2 separate regions of the Zea mays genome follow, and region 1 is linked to region 2. A link is a contact called in public Hi-C data. All regions are on one chromosome and are shown on one strand. The core of a region is the stretch at or near the end of the contact, and the rest is flanking DNA. Distances in the headings are between cores, read along the strand shown. Region 1 overlaps LOC100273070. Region 2 holds the start of LOC100276890 (photosystem II D1 precursor processing protein PSB27-H2, chloroplastic).

Region 1 (4,770 bases), core at 389-2,888, 120 kb after region 2:
TACTTGCAGATGGCAGAACTCTTAGGACCAAATGAAACAGATGATAGCAGCCTAGCCATTACAGATATATGTCCGAGTAATGATGGCTCATTGGTTGCTGTAGCTATTCAAAGGTTAGCTTGACTTGTGGGGCAATGTATCTCCAAGAAAGTGATAGTATTTATTGTGTTCTAACATTGTCCTACTTTTTCACTCTGCAGTTTCAGTGGCATAATGCTTTTAGCATGTGATTTGGTAGGAAAGAAGCTATCTTTCCTAAAGGTATGTCTATTTCGTAGACAATTTGGTGGCCTGAGATAACATACGCAGCCTAGTTCTTGTTTATAAACAAGCTAGGTCTTGCTTATAAACAAGGGTTACCATTATCACTGTTGATACTGGTCTGGTCACTTGGTCTGTAGCCAGAGTTTTATATTATTTATTTATTTGGGTCAGTGCTGATGGCCATTATACTTTGTAGGACCAGAAAGCTTTTCCATGCTAGGTTTAACCTGGTTTTATTGAATTTGGTTTAGTAACCAATAAGCCTAACGTGTAGCTTATTTTGTTTATACCATTATAATGACTTGGCTAGTTTGCAAATACGCCAGTCTTCCTGTCTTACTGGATATGGTAATTAGTCATAAAAGCTGAAATGGACATTTGAATATTTGTGGGGTTCAATTGAAGCATAAAAGTTAAAACTTGGATAGATTTCGACACATTTGTGGGGCTCAACCATGGTGTGTCTTGCATGTCTCAGATGTTCAACAACATTTGCTCTCGTCCCAATGATGATGACCTGATACACCTTATCTAATTGCAGGTGATTACAATGGAAAAGAGTTATATTCCTACTAGCCTAGCATCCAGCCCGTCCTCGGAACTCCTGTGGACTGTCATGGGCGCATCAAACATGCCCAGCCAGGCTTCCTCCCATCTATTGACCCGTTTAAGGATCATCACGTGTTTCCAAAAGGACAGATTATCTTCTTCCGATGCCGGTCCTGCAACCCTTGAAGACGGCGATGTACCCCACGGTGAGAAGCTCCTTCTGGCACTGCAAGGAAGCCTCGACGTCGCGAAGCAAGAGGAGGTGCTAGCTTCAGTGCTGGCTGCGCTGAAGGTTTCCATGCATAAGATGCTGGTGAAGAAGCACTACTCGGAAGAGAGGAGGGAGCAGAGGAAAAGAGGTAGGAACGACAAGAAGATGAAGAACTAGCTGAAAAGAGGATGAAGAACTAGCTCAGCATGCGGTATCGAGTTGCTATAACGGTTCTCTTTTTTGTTTGTTTGTTTTTTTAGAGAAACAAAAACAGATATTACTGTAGTATCAGAAACCGTAAGAGTAATAAATTTGCCAGGATTTTTCTTTTCTTAGTACGAGCGTATTGTAACAGTAATTCATGCTTATCGCTCCCAGTAAAACTGCAGCAGCTTTTGCGTCTCCTTGTCCTCATCCGTCGTGATCCGTGGCTTTAAACGTCACTACAACCAAATGGAATAATTGCAGGAGTTGTTGTGTGATCGTTCCTGCAAGGAATCAAATTGCGGCTGATTGAGCTGCGCCGAGTGACTTGATTGCCTGTCTGTCTGTTTGTCGCCATCTCATCTGACTGATGCCCCCCGGAAGGAACCAATGGGGGAAGCACGGAGATTATTCCGGCCCCGTTGTCGTCTCTCTCCGGAGTCCTGGCGCACGACATGGTCGCCGACGTGACGCCGGTGAGGACAAGCGTTTCTGTTTCCTTTTCGAAAAGCTTACGTGACGTGCCCGATCACGATGTGGTCTCGCCGGCCGAGCTGGAACGAACGGCCTGCGCACGCCCAATGCTTGCGGTGGTGTCGGGAGGAATAAAATATTATGCTCATGTACGTTTATATTATTGTATGTATTTCCCGTCCCTCCAACGGCCTGTTTGTCGCCTACGCTTGAATTTGAAGAGCATATGGGTCTTTCTTTCATGTATTTCCATAGTATTGCATCAAACTTTACAGCCTTTCATGCATTTTCCGGAGGATTTTTGGCATCATCGGAAGTCACGACTTTCATGGAAATATGCCTTTCGTGGGATGTGGAGCATTGTTCGTCTCATCCATGAACGAAACATGAACACAATATGAGGAGATGAAAAGGGTCGAACGACAAGACAAGTTCGGGAGACGGGACCCTATCAACTGAGAACGAGAGATGCAAAGCAAAGGCAGGCACGAAATATGGTCAGGTAGATTAGAGTTCTCCGCAACCGCAAGAAGGTCAACAGCATGATGGCTGCCTTTTGCCGCCTTCTTTCTGGCGAAACATGGCAATAGCCCATCCGTTCACTTCTCAAATGCGTCTCTAAACAATGTTATCTTGTCCTGCTCTGTTCAGCCGTGCTTGTCACAGAAGCTACGTGCCAGGTTTTCCATGGCTACCAACCCTCTGATTGGCCCTTCAACCAACATGACGAACTGCAGCTTGGATGTGTGCTCGTGCGTGCTTGCTGGATGACAGGGGAAGTTCAGTCCAAACCGGATCAGAACAAATGCGAAATATCTGATGAACAGTATGGCTGCCCAAGATCTCCAGTGTCCATACGTGACAAGGCAAAGCTGAATTCACCGTCACGTTTTGACGATCCAGAGACCTGCGGTTCAACGCTTTGCCCCAGGCGCCGCCGGATTGGCCCGTGAAGGGACCATCAGATTATCTATTTCACAAAATAAGGTCTTTAAAAAATAACAGCTAAAATAAATAAAAGTAGTCGTCAAACCTAAAATACACTACCAAATAATGTTAGTTCAAATGGTCATGTTGATCATCAAATCTAAAATCTTACTTTATATAGTCGTCGAAACATTTTCCTTACAATCCCCCTCTTTTTAGTCATTGATGCCAACACGATCAAAGCAAGCGAATAATATACACCTAAATTAAAGTGTAATCTACTTGCTAGGATACACTGCAGAGGTAAGATTATAAGATGCTAAAAGATGCAGCTTGAATATACGGATAAAACTTATTTTGCTTTGGTCGATATCCCCATCATTCAATTTCGCCTTTTCTAGGACCACTTCCCAATATAGAATTATCCTCTATTTTTTTCTTATAATATAACCTTCCCCTTTACAACCTCCCTTTCAAATATTACTAGGTGGGTGCCCGTGCATTGCAACGGTAACATATAATATCACGATAACTTATGTACAAATGTATATTATATTGAAATGAAAAATATTTCGTAATCCACTTGTGATCTAGCCATACATAATTGTTATTATATCTTTTAAGGTATGTAAAGATCCAATTTTAGTATTTTATCATATTGATTACATAGCTCTATTAGTCGAATGCATCAATAAACTTCATTTAGAAGTAGACAATATACACATCATAAAATAGACGGATTTGGTATGAACCAATGGCAAAGTTGTTCTAAAAAATTAAGAGAACCAACATCTTTTCCATTAGGCACCACATACTCAAAGCATGTAAGTTTCTTCCTAAAAAGCAAACATCAGATGAAGTTCGCTAGTACAATGCCCATGCACTGCAATGACATACAAATTGTTCGATTTGATAAATTGTTAGTGCACAATAATTTCCACATCTACATATACAATGCAATCGAACATATAAAAAAGAAACTAAAAGGTTAGCACAAAGTTGAAAGCATGGATTAGGCAACAACATGCAGCAATCAGGAGAATATATACCTTCAATTCAGAATCCACTTTTGATTTTGCTCTACATCCATGAGATAGATGCAAATAAGTAGCCAGAAAGAAAATGCAAAGAAGGTTTTTGTGCATCAATATCACACCTCTTTGGTCGGAACAACAAAGGGAGGTCCATAAAAATAGAGTAATTCTCTGTGATGGCAAAGTCATGCATCATTATAGATTCTAGTATGGATGCCTTGTTGCAGGCATGGATTCATACATATCTAAATTTGTGAACTTTCAAAATAGAATGCCTGCAGCGGTATTTGATGTCTCAGTGTCATTCCAATAATTTAGTTGATAAGTATTACAAAATTTAGGAGTAAAAATTACATGTGCTTGGTAGTCTATCAAAAGGGTCAAAAGCATTGCGCCCTGGAAAGAGGAATGGATGCATAAGTTGCAAGACTACACTTTATGCTCAACACAGGGAAAAACAAATGTTCAAAGACTAAAAGTGCCCGATCATCCAGTATGGCGCTGGAGGATATCTAGTGTAAAAGGTACACATGCTTCCTACCCAAACAACAACACCACCAAATAAATATACAAAATTAAACAGCAACAATGTGATATCTAGTGTAAAGGGTCCCTAGAGGATTACAGAACAAGAAACATGAGGCATAGTTGAAAGGGAAGATCTACAGCTGCAGCATCCATTAGCTTGGCCTGAATCTTGACAGATGGATTGACAAGGTCCAACATGATTGATCTACAACCAGAAAAGTTAAGAATGTATATAAGCGATTGAGAAGAAAAACTACAATATCATAAAATAGAAAAAATTAGGAATCCTAAATATCAGAATTATCATAAATCAATAGAAAACAAGAGGATTGTAGAACAAGGAAAGAAGACAAACTTTCGAGATTCTAAGAGACGTTCGGCCTCCTTAGAGCGCATTTTCACAAGGTTCATTGTTGATTCATCCAAAATCTGTTGCACATTCACCTTGCACCAAGTAGAGCCACACTCTAGAAGCAACCCATTTCCATCCTCTCCACTTTGACATTCTTCATAAATATCACACGATTCACCAAATTCAGATGGCCATATATGTAGAAAACATGACTGTTAGGAGGCAGG
Region 2 (4,804 bases), core at 405-2,904:
GGTATGGAGATGTCTTGGAGACATAGCGATAGTATGGCTGACTAAGCTTTTCAACACCATCTTTCGGGCAAACAGAATGCCTGACGAGTGGCGGCGGAGTACATTAGTACCAATCTTCAAGAACAAAGGAGATGTTCAAAGTTGTACTAATTACCGTGGAATTAAGCTCATGAGCCATACAATGAAGCTATGGGAGAGAGTCATTGAACACCGCCTGAGAAAGATGACGAGCGTGACCCAAAATCAGTTTGGTTTCATGCCCGGGAGATCAACTATGGAGGCCATTTTCTTACTAAGACAACTTATGGAGAGATTCAGAGAACAAAAGAAAGACCTGCATATGGTCTTCATAGACTTGGAGAAGGCTTATGACAAAGTACCTAGGAGTGTAATGTGGTGGGCCTTGGAAAAACACAAAGTAGCAACAAAGTACATTAATCTTATTAAAGATATGTACACTAATGTTGTGACAAGTGTCCGAACAAGTGATGGAGACACCGATGACTTTCCAATTAACATAGGACTACATCAAGGGTCGGCTTTGAGCCCTTATCTTTTCGCTTTGGTGATAGATGAGGTCACAAGGGACATACAAGGAGTTTTACCGTGGTGTATGCTTTTTGCCGATGATGTGGTACTTATTGAGGAGAGTAGGAGTGGTGTTTCTCAAAAGTTGGAATTGTGGAGGCAGACGCTGGAAGCAAAAGGTTTTAGGCTTAGTAGGTCTAAAACAGAGTATATGAAGTGTGATTTCAGTGCCATGGGGTATGAGGATGGCGATGTTAGTCTTGATGGGCAAGTGGTACCCAAGAAAGACACTTTTCGTTACTTAGGATCAATGCTTCAAAAGGAGGGAGACATCGATGAGGATGTCAGTCATAGAATTAAAGCCGGATGGTTGAAGTGGCGACAAGCTGCGGGTGTCTTATGCGACCACCGGGTGCCACGCAAACTAAAAGGCAAATTCTACAGGACAGCAATCCGGCCGGCTATGTTGTATGGAGCAGAATGTTGGCCCACTAAAAGATGACATGTCCAACAACTAAGTGTGGCAGAGATGCGTATGTTGCGCTGGATATGTGGCCACACAAGGAGAGATCGAGTCCGGAATGATGATATACGAGAGAGAGTAGGAGTGGCGCCAATTGAGGAGAAGCTTATGCAACATCGCTTGAGATGGTTTGGACATATCCAACGAAGACCTGAAGAGGCACCAGTGCATATCGGAATAATTAGGCGTCCCGAAAATGTGAAGAGAGGTAGAGGCCGACCAACTTTGACGTGGACAGAGGCTGTGAAGAGAGACCTGAAGGAGTGGAATATTGATAAAGAGCTCGCCGCAGATAGGAAGGGGTGGAAGTGTGCAATTCACGTGCCAGAACCCTGATTGATAGTTTCGCTTTTCCTCCTTAATCGTTTGACCTTTTCTTGTGTCCATTTTAGATCTTGCTGGTCCTTGTGGGTTTTATCTCTTTTATGTGTTTCCCCGTTTCGTTGTTTTCGGTTCTCCTTTGCCTTTGTTTCCCTTTTCTGTTCTTTAGGGGTTGAGCTCTGAGGTTTTCATACGGGGTTTCATCTCTAGCCTACCCCAACGTGCTTGGGACAAAAAGGCTTTGTTGTTGTTGTTGTTGTTGTTGTATATGAACGGCTATATCAAGCCAAGCGCCCAAGCCAATGTAGCGCTGCAGATAAGGTTTTGGATTGGACCAAGCATAGGCTCGACTTGAACCAAGAACAAGGTACGTAGGAGCAATCCAAAGCACCCATTGCACGCTTCTGCATTGCAGAGGTAGTAGCAAGGAGGATCAGCAATGTCTTCCCCTCCGCCGCCTCCGATGTCCACTCTGCACAAGTGCTGCTCGTCGCCGTCGCAGCCATCACCTAAGCTACCGCCTAAGCTGCAGCGAGCTCCGGACAGCAGGCACAGGCCTATCTGTACGTGCCTCATCACCATCGTTCTTGCCCCCTCTTCGCTCCTCCTCCTCGGTGCTCTGGCGTTTGGTTAACTTCCTCGCGTGCCGCCGCGCAACAGAGCAGGCGGCGGAGCCAGGCTGTCGGTCACCAGGAGAGCTCACGCCGCCTCCCTCCTCCTCCTCGGCCTGGCGGGCGGTGCGGTGCCGGCGCCGGTCAGGGCGGCGGAGGACGACGGGAGCAGCGGAGGGGAGGGCGTCCTCGGCGCCATCAAGTCCATCTTCGACCCCAACGAGACGACCAAGGCCGGGAAGGTGCTGCCCAAGGCGTACCTCAAGGCGGCCAGGGAGGTGGTGCGCACGCTCCGCGAGTCGCTGGAGGAGGACGACGGTGGCGACATGGCCAGGTTCCGCCGCAACGCCGACGCCGCCAAGGAGTCCATCAGGGCGTTCCTGGGCGGGTGGAGGGGCCAGCAGGCCGTCGCCGACGAGGTACGTGATCGTGAGGCTCCGCCGATGACCTGATTCTTTTTTAGTTACCCGCCTGCTTCACTGCACTGGCACTGCACTGCAGGAGTCGTACGTCGCGCTGGAGAAGGCGATCAGGTCGCTGGCCGAGTTCTACTCCAAGGCAGGGCCGTCCGCCTCGCTTCCACAGGACGTCAAGAACAAGATCCTCGATGACCTCAGCGCCGCAGACGCCTACCTGTAGATTTTGCTTCTCCTCAGGGACATTGTATTGCATTGCATGCAACGCACATCTCAAACGATGATATGGTTTCGCTCTAGTATAATGACCCGCAAAAGCTTTCCTTCACAGGAAGAACACACACATTCCAACACGATGCAAAACGAAACATTAACAGGGTTTAGGTAACCAATTCCGCGTGACGGATCAGGCGGACTATTTCTAGCTTGCGCATACATTAGTTTATCTTACAGAGGCGAGAACTATCTTACAGAAATGAGAAGGTTCTAGGAATGCGCTAGCGAAAACATTTTTAAAAAAAAAGCTATTAACAAAATAACAACTGGTGTAACATTTACGACGACTCGCCCTCGGAGTTCTAAGTTAACGACCAAAAAAAAACAAAAGAAGTGATATTATCCTCCACATTCTGCATACTGACTTTTCAGCTGCACAGTAAGTTAGCTGGTTCCTGGTTGGAGTAAACGCTTTTCAGTACTGCACGGGCTGATTCTTTTCCCAGGCCGACGAGTCAATGGTCAAATTCTGAGTACAACTACAGGGGTGCCCCGGCAACTAATCTGCAAAAAACCGGAAGCCTCTTTCTGCCAAACGGATGGTTGTCATGCTGGCTGCTGAGTCAAAACTCGAGAGGTACAAAAACAAACGGAGGTTTCGTCCATATAAAGCTTGGGGGGGCCCAGAAAGCTGCAACCAAATCTTACCATCTGCAACAAAGATTAAAAAGGTCATGAGACACGTCTAATTGTGGTGGAATGACTAACATTTGCAGCTATTTTGTGGCAGACCGACAAAGATATCTACGACACACCACCCTATATAGCAGGATTTTTCTTTAACTAGATTACGAAATCAAAATAGGTGACATTCTCAACATTGTAACGTCCATTACGCAATTTATATCGATATCTCAACCAGACATGTAAGCTTTACTTGCACGTACCAGGAAAGAGGAGATCGCTGTGAAACATCACCGTTGCAAGTACCATCGGCATCTTTGCTGGTGTCCCCATGCTCTTTGACCACCGAACCTAGGGGGTCGGCACTTGCACCAGAGCAAAGCGAATCTTCATTGACTACATCAGATGATTTTTCAGTTTTGTCTACAGAAGAGACAGCACCAGCCGTATAAATGTATGGTAACCGTTATATAGAAGGAAATTTTTTTTTGGAATATCAACAAGGCATATGGCGTTTGTTCTGACCTCCTTGGGAGCATTGATCTTCCGATGGTGAGGTCTTCAGCAATGGCTTTTGGAGAAGACCTGTACCAGGAAAAACTAACATGCTAACGGATTTCACTTCCTGCTTCTCAGAATCGTCCAGTGGACTAAATCCAAATTTAGATGTCCAGGTGTCCACAAGTTCTGTGATAGCAGGAATGATCAGCTTCTCAATATTGAGAGAGCTGAGGATCTGAAATAGAAAACAAGGTGCAAAAACTAAACACCATCAGAAAAGTGCAACTAATCAAGATATCAGATCAGATAATCTAACCTACTATGGTCATCATCAATGTGAGGTGTAAAGACAGGACAGCTATGCTAGTCTCATAGCTGCAGACACCTTTGAAAATATGCTCCACAGTTGGTTCAACCATGTAAGGCGCACGCTAGTTCAGCAGTACAAGGATTGTACAAATCAGAAAAAAGGCACACATAAGGTAAGGAAATCTTATATCTCATGCTGGACTCATACTCCCACATGGCCATATACAACACCAATGGGGCTACAATTCAATACATGTGCTACTAACAAAACTAGGGAACGGTCATCAAACACCGTCAAGCATGCATACCATTTCAATTCCATCAACAAGTCGGCGGCACATCCCTTGTCGCCTATACATATTCCGGGTACCAATGAACGGCATCTCAGCTAACTTGGTTCCATGTATTCTGTTTCAGGGTAAGATATGAAAAAACAAAAATCATATAAGGGCCCAGCAATTTAAGAATAGGAACCTACCTAAAAGTAGTGATGAGCCTGTCTGTTTATGTTAACTGTTCATCCAATGATATAACAAGACAGACACAAAACAGCTAAAGAAAGTTCGTGTACTTAACATGCCTTGGCAGATGTGTATTAGCAAGCTACAGAAAGTTCACGCACAGACATGACTAACTATGAAAACATGAAATGAACCTTACGAGAGGAAGCATTCAAAACTTCTTAGTAACTTAAG

What was found. Hi-C and Micro-C count contacts between places; a contact is called where the count stands out from the background.
Region 1: a Hi-C map of leaf shows a contact between it and region 2, with 2.3 times the contacts expected there. The contact joins the enhancer-like site here to the promoter of LOC100276890 in region 2. A contact is called at or near these places in 2 of 25 Hi-C or Micro-C datasets (both in leaf).

The regions. Positions count from the first base shown.
Region 1 is chr5:7,995,318-8,000,087 of Zm-B73-REFERENCE-NAM-5.0, forward strand. It overlaps LOC100273070, which reads left to right. Exons shown (of 10, transcript NM_001365730.1): 8 at 10-113; 9 at 201-261; 10 at 806-1,358. The coding sequence ends at 1,201. Among protein-coding and RNA genes, the nearest start is that of LOC100273070, 4.4 kb to the left of the region's middle. Within about 2 kb of position 1,639, at least 15 of the 20 cell types and tissues checked have an H3K27ac peak or open chromatin away from gene starts, as enhancers often do. A contact at or near this core is called in leaf, where this site is marked.
Region 2 is chr5:7,877,516-7,882,319 of Zm-B73-REFERENCE-NAM-5.0, forward strand. LOC100276890 (photosystem II D1 precursor processing protein PSB27-H2, chloroplastic) reads left to right here and starts at 1,655. Exons shown (of 3, transcript XM_008646290.3): 1 at 1,655-1,935; 2 at 2,038-2,402; 3 at 2,485-2,727. The coding sequence starts at 1,812. The coding sequence ends at 2,622. LOC103625887 reads right to left here. Exons shown (of 11, transcript XM_008646287.3): 8 at 4,418-4,517; 9 at 3,825-4,035; 10 at 3,563-3,722; 11 at 2,756-3,326. The coding sequence ends at 3,326.